2 separate regions of the Mus musculus genome follow, and region 1 is linked to region 2. A link is a contact called in public Hi-C data. All regions are on one chromosome and are shown on one strand. Each heading gives the region's core, a stretch centred on a gene start, on an enhancer-like site or on the middle of the called end of the contact. The rest is flanking DNA. Distances are from core to core; before and after follow the strand shown.

Evidence for each region. Hi-C and Micro-C count contacts between places; a contact is called where the count stands out from the background.
Region 1: a Hi-C map of B cells shows a contact between it and region 2, with 8 read pairs. The contact joins the promoter of Klhl11 here to the promoter of Ezh1 in region 2. A contact is called at or near these places in 3 of 39 promoter capture datasets (hippocampal neurons and liver) and 1 of 484 Hi-C or Micro-C datasets (B cells).

What each region holds. Positions count from the first base shown.
Region 1 is chr11:100,470,322-100,475,895 of GRCm38.p6, forward strand. Klhl11 (kelch-like 11) reads right to left here and starts at 2,461. Exons shown (of 2, transcript NM_172565.2): 1 at 1,860-2,461. The coding sequence starts at 2,407.
Region 2 is chr11:101,223,421-101,229,490 of GRCm38.p6, forward strand. It overlaps Ezh1 (enhancer of zeste 1 polycomb repressive complex 2 subunit), which reads right to left and starts at 3,043. Exons shown (of 21, transcript NM_007970.3): 1 at 2,976-3,043.

The DNA.
Region 1 (5,574 bases), core at 1,211-3,710, 750 kb before region 2:
GTTGAAGTCTGGTCTACAGAGCTAGTTCTAGGACAGCCAACGCTACACAAAGAAACCCTGTCTCCGAAAAAAAAATTTTTTTTCCTTACTCCTGTGTCAAGCCCACCAGTAATTCATCTCCTCTATTTCAAAACACAGATGGCCTGCAGAGATGGATCAGCAGTTAAAAGCACTGGCTGTTCTTCTAGAGGATCCAGGCTTAATTTCCAGCATCCACATGTCCTCTTTCTGCCCTCCTTAGGCACCAAGCACTGATACTATACATATATACACACAGGTAAAACACCCTTATACATAAATCCCAAAGCATACACACAGATGACACAGTTCTCATCACCTCCCTTCTTCAATCCAAGCCTCTACCACTATTGCAATGACCTAGTCTCTGCTACAGCTCTTGCCGCACCCTGTCCTGCCCTTTTTTTGACATGGAATTTATTAAGTAAAACAGAATCATTCTCAATGCCTTCTAATTTTAGAAAGGTCAGCTTCTTTCACAGGCCCATGAGGCCTTAAGGCAAAGGTTCTTAACATGTGGGTTGTGACCCCTTTGGGGATCAAGCAACCCCTTCACAGGGGTCAAATATCAGATAGCCTGAATATCAGATATTCACAGAAGCAAAATTAGTTATGAACTAGGAAGGAAATAATGTTATGGTTGGGGTCACCACAACATGAGGAGCCGTATTGAAGGGTTGCAGTGTTAGGCAGGGTGAGCATCACTGCTCCAAGGGACCCATCCATCCTCCCCACCACTTGGATGCTTTTGCTCCTCTCATCCTGCCTCCTTCATGCAGCTATATAACCCACGCTGTTTTCTCCCTCTACCTGAAGCACACTACCTTGCCACCTATATGCCTTTGCTATGATTTCTGAACATTCTTTATGTGCCCAATTTAAAAATAGTTCCTCTCAGCCTGGTCTATAGATTGAGTTCCAGGACAACCAGCATTACATAGTGCGAACCTGTCTCAAAACAAAGAAATAAAAAAACAAAACCTCCTCTCCATTAGGGCCTATGACGCACAGTCCCACACCTCAGTCTGCCTCACAGCTGTAATAATTATTCAACATGCTATATATTCGCTGTTAAACATCAGAGAGTTTGATAAGGAAAAGGATTTTCATGTGTTTTGATCACTGCTGGATATACCCCCTCCCCCAGCACTGTAACGAGGTCAGTGTCTAGCGCTCCAGAGGTATGTGTTAAAGGATTTGTAACAGTACCAGCATCTCCACCTGCCTCCGAACCAACCTCTGTGGCGTCCTTTCTGGCTCCCCACAATCCATTTTCCACAATCCACTTTTCACTTTTGAAATATTTAAATATTTCGTATTTAAATATTAAAATCAGATAATCTCTCTACCCAGTTTCCCATCCATCACACTCAATAAAATCCAAACATTCCTCACACACACCCTCTGGTCTTTAAACCCAGCATATCCGGAATCGCTGGATTTTCTTTTTAACGTCCTTTCTTCTCTAAGCCAGCCTGGACCCTGACTGAGGCCTTTGGGAAGCCTGTAATGTGCACCCATTCCCTTTTGTACGGCCAATTTCTCTTGCCACTGCGAAGCTGGTTTAAATGACATTTCCTCCGATCCGTAGCTAGCCCTTCACCGTTTTTTAAATGTCATCATCACAGGAGTCGAACACGACCCACCGTTTTTCATCGCCTTTGTCCCTACCACCTGAAATCTGCGCTCAGGGGTGCAATGCGCACAAGCTAGACTCTCAGGGGGCATCCTCAGTGCCAGGCGCGGTGGCTGTCCCGTCGCGGGCATAATGAGGGAGCTGGCACCACAGACACTGCCCCCCACCCCCCAACCCAGCCCTCGCTCGCCCACGGTCGTCTCACCTGTCGGCCAGCTCCAGCACCTCGTGCACGCTGCCGGTGCTCACTCGGATGCGGCCGGTGTACATGTACTCGATAACGGCTTCCACCGTGTCAGGTTCGGGTCCGGGCTCTGAGCTCCACTTGCGCATCTCCACCCGGCCCGAGCGCGATTCCGAAAACTGACCCGAGAGTAAGGGCGTGAAGTACTCGGTGGCAGCGGCCAGCACCGAGCGGTGGGCACGGAACTCGCGACCTCCGGCCCCGCCGAAGCACAGGGTGATGTCGCAGAACAGGCCTTGACGCCGCTGCTCGTTCTGCCGCCAGGACAACTCGGAGCAGTGAGTGCTGCACTCGAAGTCCTCGGCCTCTGGGCCCGGATCGCTCCCGCCCGTGTCGACGAGGGTAGAGATGCCGGCCCCGGTCACGAAGTCTACCGTGCCACTGCCTCGGACCTCAGCGGCCAGGCTCGCGGAACCGGCGACGGCAGTCTCCATGCTCTCCATCTCCAGCACTTGAAAAGATGCAGCCGCGGCCGCAGCGGCAGCTGCCGCCGCCACAGCCGCCGCCATCTTGACGCCGCCGTACCGGCCCCCTCAGCTTCCGAACGGTGCGGCAAGTCTGATGCGACACAGAGGCATTCTGGGATTAAATAGTGCGCGCGGGGCGGAGCCGCGCCTGCGCACTTCTGCCGTGCTTACGCCCTCTAGCGAGGCAAGCGCAGTTCTCGGAGCCAGAAAAAAACTCAGGTCTACCTTTTCTCGCCCCTCCATTATGGTGGCCCCCTGTGCTTGTTTTGTTGAATTTTCTTCTACTTTATGTTGCTTTGGAGTGTATCCTCGCCATCACACGCACACACATTTTTTGTTTGTTTGTTTGTTTTTTAACTTTGTAGACCATGATAGCCTGGAACTCACAGAGATCCACCTTACCCCTGCCTCTGCTGGCCTGTGCCAATCCCAGCACTTGGGAGGCAGAGGCAGGCTGATCTCCCTGAGTTCGAGGACCTAGTCTCAGAAAGGACAGCCAGGAATACACAGAGAAACCCCGTCTTAAAACACAAAACGATTGACTTTGGAGAGAAAGTAATTTTTAAATTTTATTCTTATCAAAGTGTCTGTGCACAGGTCCTACAGAGGACAGGTAGGTGTTAGATTCCCAGTAGCTGGAGTTAAAGGCGGTTAAAACCCCCCTGATAAGGGTGTTGGGAGCCAACAATCAAACTGATTCTCTGAGAGAGTACTCCTAACTGCTAAACTATCTTTCCAATCCAGGAGGGGGGCAGTATAAAGAAAAATAACTTCGTTAAAGTTATTTATTTTTGCAGGTGTCTCTCATGTAGCCCAAGGTGGCCACACACTTGCTGTGTAGTTAAGGATGACTTTGAACTCCTGATTCTTCTCCTGGATTTTGGGATTACTAAAATGTTCCTGAGCACACCCAATTTTGTTTTGTTTTGTTTGTTTGTTTTTTGTTTTGTTTTTTGAGACAGGGTTTCTCTGTGTAGCTATGGCTGTCCTGGAACTCACTTTGTAGACCAGGCTGGCCTCGAACTCAGAAATCCACCTGCCTCTGCCTCCCAAGTGCTGGGATTAAAGGCATGCGCCACCATTGCCCGGCGAGCACACCCAATTTAACATGAGCTATGTAAGAAACCAGGGCAAGCCTGGCGTGGTGGCGCACTTCTTTAATCCCAGCACTCGGGAGGCAGAGGCAGGCAGATTTCTGAGTTCGAGGCCAGCCTGGTCTACAGAGTGAGTTCCAGGACAGCCAGGGCTACACAGAGAAACCCTGTCTCGAAAAACAAAAACAAAAAAAAAGAAACCAGGGCAGTTTAGTCACCCCAGCACCAATAAGTAAATAGCCCTAAAAATTACATTTATTTATTTTTATGGTAGGGTATTCGTGTGGAGTACAAAGCACAATTTAATGAACATCACTACGTTAGAGGATAGAACTCGAACTTGAGTCATTAATTAGACTTGGTTGGTGTTAGGTGCAATTAGCCATATTTTTTGCCCATAAAACAGAATATTTGTTTGTTTGTCTGTTTGTTTATAGGCAGGGTTTCAGCTAGGTAGGGGTGACTGTCCTGGAACTCACTCTGTAGACCAGTCTGGCCTTGAACTCACAGAGTTCACCTGCCTCTGCCTCCCAAGTTCCACCGGGCTGAGAAAATTATTTTCAAAAGGTAGTAAAGCATAAGACTTTGAGTCTTAGGCTGGTAAAAGTAGCACACACCTGTAACTCCAGCCGTTGGGACGCTAAGGCAGAATCATTTGTGGGAAGACAACCTGAGCTGTCTCAAAAGAAGACCGAGTCTCAGCTAGGTGGGTGAAGGTGAGGAATTACTTATGTCTGATTTCCTAAAAATGGATGTTGCCGACCTTGGAAGAACACAGAATGAAATGGAGGATCTTTGAATTTCAGAACAGGCTAGTCTAGTGAGTTTTGGGACAGCCAGGGCTACATGGAGAAACCCTGTCTCAAAAAAAAAACAAGTTGGGCATGGTGGCCCACGCCTTTAATCCCAGCACTCAGGAGGTAGAGGCAGGCGGATTTCTGAGTTCGAGGCCAGCCTGGTCTACAAAGTGAGTTCCAGGACAGCCAGGGCTACACAGAGAAACCCTGTCTCGAAAAACCAAAAAACCAAAAAACAAACAAACAAATAAAAGCCTTTAACTCTTTTTACATTCTTTAGTATAGGTGTGTAGTATTGTCATTGCATGTGCCTTGCACACCTAATGTTAGAGAACTTTTCCTTCCACATCATATTTACATGGTCAGGCTTAGCAGCAAATGTCTTCACCTGGCAAGCCTTCAACTTGATTTTTTAAATGTCACTGATAGAGGATGGATTGTACCAGGACAAAAGAGGAAATAAAGGCACCAATTAAGTAGAGCAGATATGGATCAGAGGAGAGTTCAAGGGTAAATGAACAGAACTTGGAACCCAGTAGAGCAGAAGAGCAACTCTCCAGCTTTTGGCTTGAGTAATAGCTAGAGCTATGGGGTACCATTCATTAAGGGGAAAGTGTTGTGTTAGAAGCACGGCTCCAAACAGACTACACCAGGTCAAACAGTTCCATGTGAGGTTTACTGTAGAAGGGCAGAGGTGGCAGCGAAAGAGAAATTAAAGGGGTCTTCCTTTTATTTGGATAGTGACATAATAGCTGCCAAGTGGATTCTGGGGATATGGTGGTGGCTGCCTTGGCAACAGGTGCGCAGGTCTGTGGGTTCGGAGCCGATCCTGATACCAACAAAAAGTGCAGTATAGAAGTGTATTTTCATAAGCTGGTGTTTTAATAGCTTTTTCTTTTGGAGGATTTTTGTTTGTTTGTTTGTTTTCGAGACAGGGTTTCTCTGTGTAGTCCTGGAACTCACTCTGTAGACCAGGCTGGCCTCGAACTCAGAAATTCACTTGCCTCTGCCTCCCAAGTGCTGGGATTAAAGGAGTGCGCCACCACGCCTGGCGGAGGATTTTTTAAAAAAGTACTTTTGGGGGCTGGTGAGATGGCTCAGCGGTTAAGAGCACTGACTGCTCTTCCAAAGGTCCTGAGTTCAAATCCCAGCCACCACATGGTGGCTCACAATCATCCGTAATGAGATCTGATGCCCTCTTTTGAGGGTGTTTGAAGACAGCTACAGTGTACGTACATATAATAAATAAATAATCTTTTAAAAAATTACTTTTAACTATGTGCAGGGTATGTGCACACGAGGCCACCGGTGTAGGATC
Region 2 (6,070 bases), core at 1,793-4,292:
AGTTAATAATCTAGTTAGTAAGCAAAATAACAAAGGCTTTGGAGCCATGTGGCACCATAGCTTCTTAATTGTCCCATCTTGTTTTTTCCATTTTAATTAAAATTTATTATCAGATTTATTTTATGTCAGTGTTTGGTCTACATGTACATATGTATGCCGCGGAAGGGCAGTGCCCTCAGAGTTCAGAAGCTGGTATCAGTCAGATCCCCTAGAGCTGGGGTTATGGGCCATGTGGGTCCTGGGACCCAAGTCAGCATCCTCTACAAAAGTAACAGGATACTCTTCAACAGCTGAGCCATCTCCTCAGCCTATTGTTGTTTCATCCTCAATTCATAATAGGAATGGGAAGGAGGGTTAAACTATGGACATAAGATATATAAAATGGAGGCTAAAGAGATGGCTCAGTAGTTAAGAGCACTGACTGCTCTTGCAGAGGTTCTGAGTTCAATTCCCAGCAACCATAGCGTGGATCACATCATCTGTAATGGGATCCGATGCCCTCTTCTGGTGTCTGAAGACAGCTACAGTGTGCTCATATACATAAAATAAATACATCTTTAAAAATATATATCTAAATTGAGTCACTAGTTTCAATTTCATCAACACTTGTACAGAATGAGTTCTAGGACAGCCAGGGCTCAAAACAAACAACAAAATGCCAGTATCTCAGATCCTCCATCAACCTCACCTCAAGGATGCTAGGTCGTCATGGATAACCTTGAACTACTGAACCACCTACCTCTATCTCCTTAGTACCAGAATTACAGACATGGACCACCATGCCTGGTTTGCTGTGAACCACAATCTTAACTAAAGAACTCTAATTAACATAAATATTTCCTAGTGTTCAATAGAACCAGGCCATCCCCACTGCAGACAAGAGTAACAAAAATCAAAACGGATTTGGTTTTCTCCGGGGATGCTTTTTTTTTTTTTTTAAATTTCCAGGACCAGTGGAAGAGAGCTGCCTTGAAGATATACAACCACATTAGCCTGCTATAGGCAGGGCCCTGCCCTAGCTGATTATGAACTACATCAGCATAAAGTTTTGTTGGGGACCATCCATTATCATTCAATAAAAACCAGACTCTTCGGTTAGACATGAGTCAGAACATCCACAGAAGGCTTTAGAAGGGTGTGTGCGCCACATCCCCTCAGATGTTTCCTTTTTACAGATGGTTCTTCCAGGTTTACATACTTTTGTGGTTGTTTTGACACAGAGTTTCATTTAGACCAGGCTGACCTTGAAAAGGCTGGCCTTGAACTCCTAAGCCTCCTAATTCCATTAACGGAGTTCTGGGATTCTAAGGCTGCAACATCACAACTAGCATCCTGTTTATGTGATTAAGGTCTTCTCTCCTAACATGCATTCACTCCTATGTGAGCTGGTTATCTCCCTTCAGAGCCACAACTGGGTTTCCAAGGCTGAAAACAGGTTTCTCAAAAATCAAAAGACTGGGGCAGCGGTCAAACCTTCTCAGGCTGGAAAGACATCCAATGTCCTTTCCTCGTCTTAAAATCTTTGGGTGGAGGGTGAGTCATACCTTTTAATCCCAAGAGGTAGAGGCCTGAGGATCCTGTGAGTTCAAGGCCTGCCTGGTGTACAGGGAGAGTTCAAAGATAGCCAGGTGCTATGCAGAGACCAAAATCAACAAAAATATTCATTGGGCTGAAGATTTCTTATTCTGAGATATCATGTAGCAAATGTACCCCAAAAGTCTCTACATTTTCAATGTCCTCCCTGTACATATCCAATTCTTTGTGATCCTTGGCTCTGTTTCCCAAGGCATAGGTTCCATACTTTGGCTAATCAGTTTACCCACACCTCCAACACTAACCTCCATCTAATCTATTTCCATTCTCTTCCTTGTGCCCCACCACCTACATCATCTCAGTGGTCACTTTGACCAAAGTAAGCTCGTCCCACATGGTGAAAAGCCTGCTCAGCGGTTAAGAACACTTGTTGCTCTTGCAAACAACAAGGACTGGCTCAGTTCCCTGCTCCCACATGGTGGTATGTAAGCATCCTTAACTCTAGTACCAAGGGATTCGATGTCCCTGGAACCATCCATACATAGAGTGCACACACATTAAAAACAAACAAACAAACAACAACAACAACAACAAAAACCCAAACAACTAAATCTTAACAATTCTCGCCAGGCGTGGTGGTGCACTCCTTTAATCCCAGCACTGGGAGTCAGAGGCAGGCGGATTTCTGAGTTCGAGGCCAGCCTGGTCTACAGAGTGAGTTCCAGGACAGTCAGGCTACACAGAGAAACCCTGTCTCGAAACACGCCCCCAAAAAAAATTCTCTTAAAGCTTTGTCTCACATCTACTTCCTGACAAGTTATGTCCCAAATATAGCACCTTCCCTTTTACTTCGGGATGCGTTCATTTACATATCGTTTCTGGGAATTCTGGGGACGGGAGAGACAGTCACAGTTTGAAGACAAATCCTCACTCAAACCCGGAACTAAAGTGAGGCGAGTTAGACCAGCGACAAGGTCCGGGAGCAAAATGTTGAGGAGGTGCCGCGCGACCCCGGGAATCTCGACCCTGACACTTGGGCGTCTTAAGAACCTCTCACACTTGGCGGGCATCTCGGCCTGGCCACCCCTTCCTCAACATCACTCAAAGCCTCTGCGAGCCCGAGCCACCCGGGCCTCTGGCCCTCCCGCTTACAAGAGTCAGGGTCCCCTGGCAGACGCCAAGGCCCACCCACGTTGGCACGGGCCACCAGCCGGGTCCGCCCCCGCCGCGCCCCCTCCGCCACGCGGCCCCCCGCAGCTCGCACGCGCTGTCGCCCCGGGTCCCACCACACTCGGGACGACAGGCTTCGCGCTACCCCGGGTCAGGCAATGGTGTGGCCCTCAGTTTCCTCATTTCTTCGCCTCCCCAGCCCTGAGGTTCAAGCGTCACGCCAAGCCCAGGCCCGGCCCCACCGCCCAGCCCCGTCTTGTTTACTCACTCACCCTCCATCCTGAGACGCAGCCACCCGCCACTAGGACGCCTGCGCGCTACGGCCACGCCCCTGCGCCGCGGCCACGCCCCGCGCCTCCCCTCCGTGCGCGTGCGCACTCTGAGGGTGGATCACCTGGGCTGCGGTCTTCGCAGGTGTGTGTTTTCGCTAAGGTGATGTAGCTCTAGTCCGACACTTTCCTAGGTGGCGCTGTCAGAGAAAAGTCATCCTGGAGCCACAGATCTCTTCTTGAAGACTTTATTCAGCAGCGCACCATTGCCAACCGTGTTTAGACAACTTACAAGTCAAATTTTGGAAGACAGCCTGCCTCTGCCTCCCAAGTGCTGGGATCAAAGGTGTGCGCCACCACGCCCGGCTTGAGAATATTGTTTTAATATTTATTTATTTATTTATTATATGTAAGTACACTGTAGCTGTCTTCAGACACCCCAGAAGAGGGCATCAGATATCATTACGGATGGTTGTGAGCCATCATGTGGTTGCTGGGATTTGAACTCACGACCTTCAGAAAAGCAGTCGGCGCTCTTAACCGCTGAGCCATCTCTCCAGCCCTCGAGAATATTTTTTAAACCTCTCCACAAGATACTTAATATTACAAAAAGGGAATAGTAACTATAGAGGCAAGAAATATCCATCATCAGAAACGAACAGGTTCTTTTTTTCAAAATATTTTATTATTTATTTATTTGCGTATGTGTGTTTTAATACATGCTATGGTGGTTTTTGGTTTTGGTTTTTTGTTTTTTTGGGGGGGGTGGTTTTTCGTTTTCGTTTTGTTTTTGTTTTTTTCGAGACAGGGTTTCTCTGTGTAGCACTGGCTGTCCTGGAACTCATTTTGTAGACCAGGCTGGCCTCAAACTCGGAAATCTGCCTGCCTCTGCCTCCCAAGTGCTGGGATTAAAGGCATGCACCACCACTCCCCGGACTTTTAGTTATTTTTTAACGATGCATTTGTTTGTTTTAGTGTGTGTGTGTGTGTGTGTGTGTGTGTGTGTGTGTGTGCCTGGGTGTATGTATCTGTACCATGTGTTTGTGGGCATACTTGGAGGCCAAAAGAGGCCATCAGATCCCCTGGGACTGGAGTTGCTAACCGTAGTGAGGTACCATGTAGGTGCTGAAGATCAAATCTTGGTCCTTTTTAAAGTCGCCTTTGTTCTTATCCACTGTACCATCTCTCCAGCCTCCACTATTCTTTTCCTTTTATCAAAAACTTTGGAGGTAGGTATAGTGGTGGCACACATCTTTAATCCCAGCACTTTGGAGGCAGAGGCAGAGGCAGGTGTCTGCAGAAAAGGGACTGAGGTGCATATTTTACATATCAAAGTGGACCTGGCCTCCAAGTTCTCCCAGCAACCCTTCAGTTCCTACCTGGCATACCCTGCCCCCAACCCTGAACTTTCCAGCCCAGGGGCTGGGCTGCTGTTTCTCCAGAGAGGTTCTTCCCTGTATAATCCAGACATTTCTCATGCTGGCGCTATCCGGCTCTGCTCGCGCGCTCAATCTCTCTCTCTCTCTCTCTCTCTCTCTCTCTCTCTCTCTCTCTCCTCCCTCCCTTTCTCTTTTCCTTTCTCTCTTTCCCTCTTCCTCCCTAGCCCCACTTCCCCATGGCAACTCCCCTAGCCACAATCCTTGAGGGCAGAGAGCAGCTTCCTAACAAAACTGCCTTTAATTAATATAATCTGGCTTGAATTGGCTCATTTCACCGGCAGCAGAGAAATAACCTATCAATAGGTAGGTAGATTTTTATGAGTTCGAGGCCAGCCTGGTCTACAGTTAGTTCCAGGACAGCCAGAGCTACATAATGAAACTCTGTCTCAATAAATGAATACAGAAAGGAAGGAGGGATGGGAGGAAGGGAGGGAGGGAAGGACAGAAGAAAGAAAAGAAAAAGAGAGAGAGGAAAACCAACCTTTGGGTTTCTAGGCCAATGAGCTGGCTCAAAGTAAAGGTGCTTTCTGTGCAAGCCTGGTGACCTGGTGACCTAGGCTTAATCCCCACAATCTACACAAAAGTGAAAGGAGAAAAGCAACTCTACAAAGTTAATCCTGGGACCTCAAAAGTGGCCATGGCACTCCCACCCACCCACGCACACCCACTGCTGCTGCTGCTGCTAGTAGTAGTAATAATAATGATAATAATAAATTTAAGCCGGACGTGGTGGCACATTCCTTTAATCCCAACATTTGGGAGGCAGAGGCAGGTGTATTTCTGAGTTCGAGGCCAGCCTGGTCTACAAAGTGAGTTCCAGGACAGCCAGGGCTACACAGAGAAACCCTGTCTCAAAAAACCAAAAAAAAAAAATAATAATAATAATAATAATAATAATAATAATAAGTTTAAAAGCAAAAAAGCCATTTTATTGTTTTCCTCTTGTATCTATTTGTCCAATAACCAATTAACTTAAGTATTCCTTTATGCTGTTTTGGGTCTTTTTTCTTCTCTGTAACCTTGGCTGTCCTGGAGCTCACTCTGTAGACCAGACTAGCCTCAAATTCAGAGATCTGCCTTCCTCTTGCCTTCCAAGTACTGAGATTAAAGGTATGTGCCACCATTGCTCGGCATTCCCTTATAATGTTTAATCAATCTAAGGGACAGCCTGGGCTTTCGGCGTTGTAAAAACATTTGAAGTAATTATAGAATGTAGCCAAGTTTGAGACCCACTGCATTGCATTTATAATTAGTGAAGTGTTGCCAGAGACAGAATCTCTGAAGTGATAGAAATAAGATTGAGCCAAAGGTGCAAGAACACAGGCAGAGGTTTCCTGGATTTCAGTTCAGGAGCAGAAAGGTCTCAGCACTGACCAAAGAGATCAGACATTTTCCCCAACAAAGAGGAATAAGCTTCTATTGATTCACTGGGGTGGGCTAAAGGGCCAGCCTCACCTTGCCTGGAGAAGGTCAGGTGCTTGACCGGATACAACTGCGACAAAAACATGAGACTGAGGTCAAAGAAATCACACACCAAGCTTTTAACAGGGAGAATGCTGAGCTAGGGGCCCTAGCTTCTTTGCCTTCTATCCTCTTGTGGCAATACCTGACTTTCTCAAAATAATGTGTGTTATCTACAGAGAGGTTGAGAAGATCTGA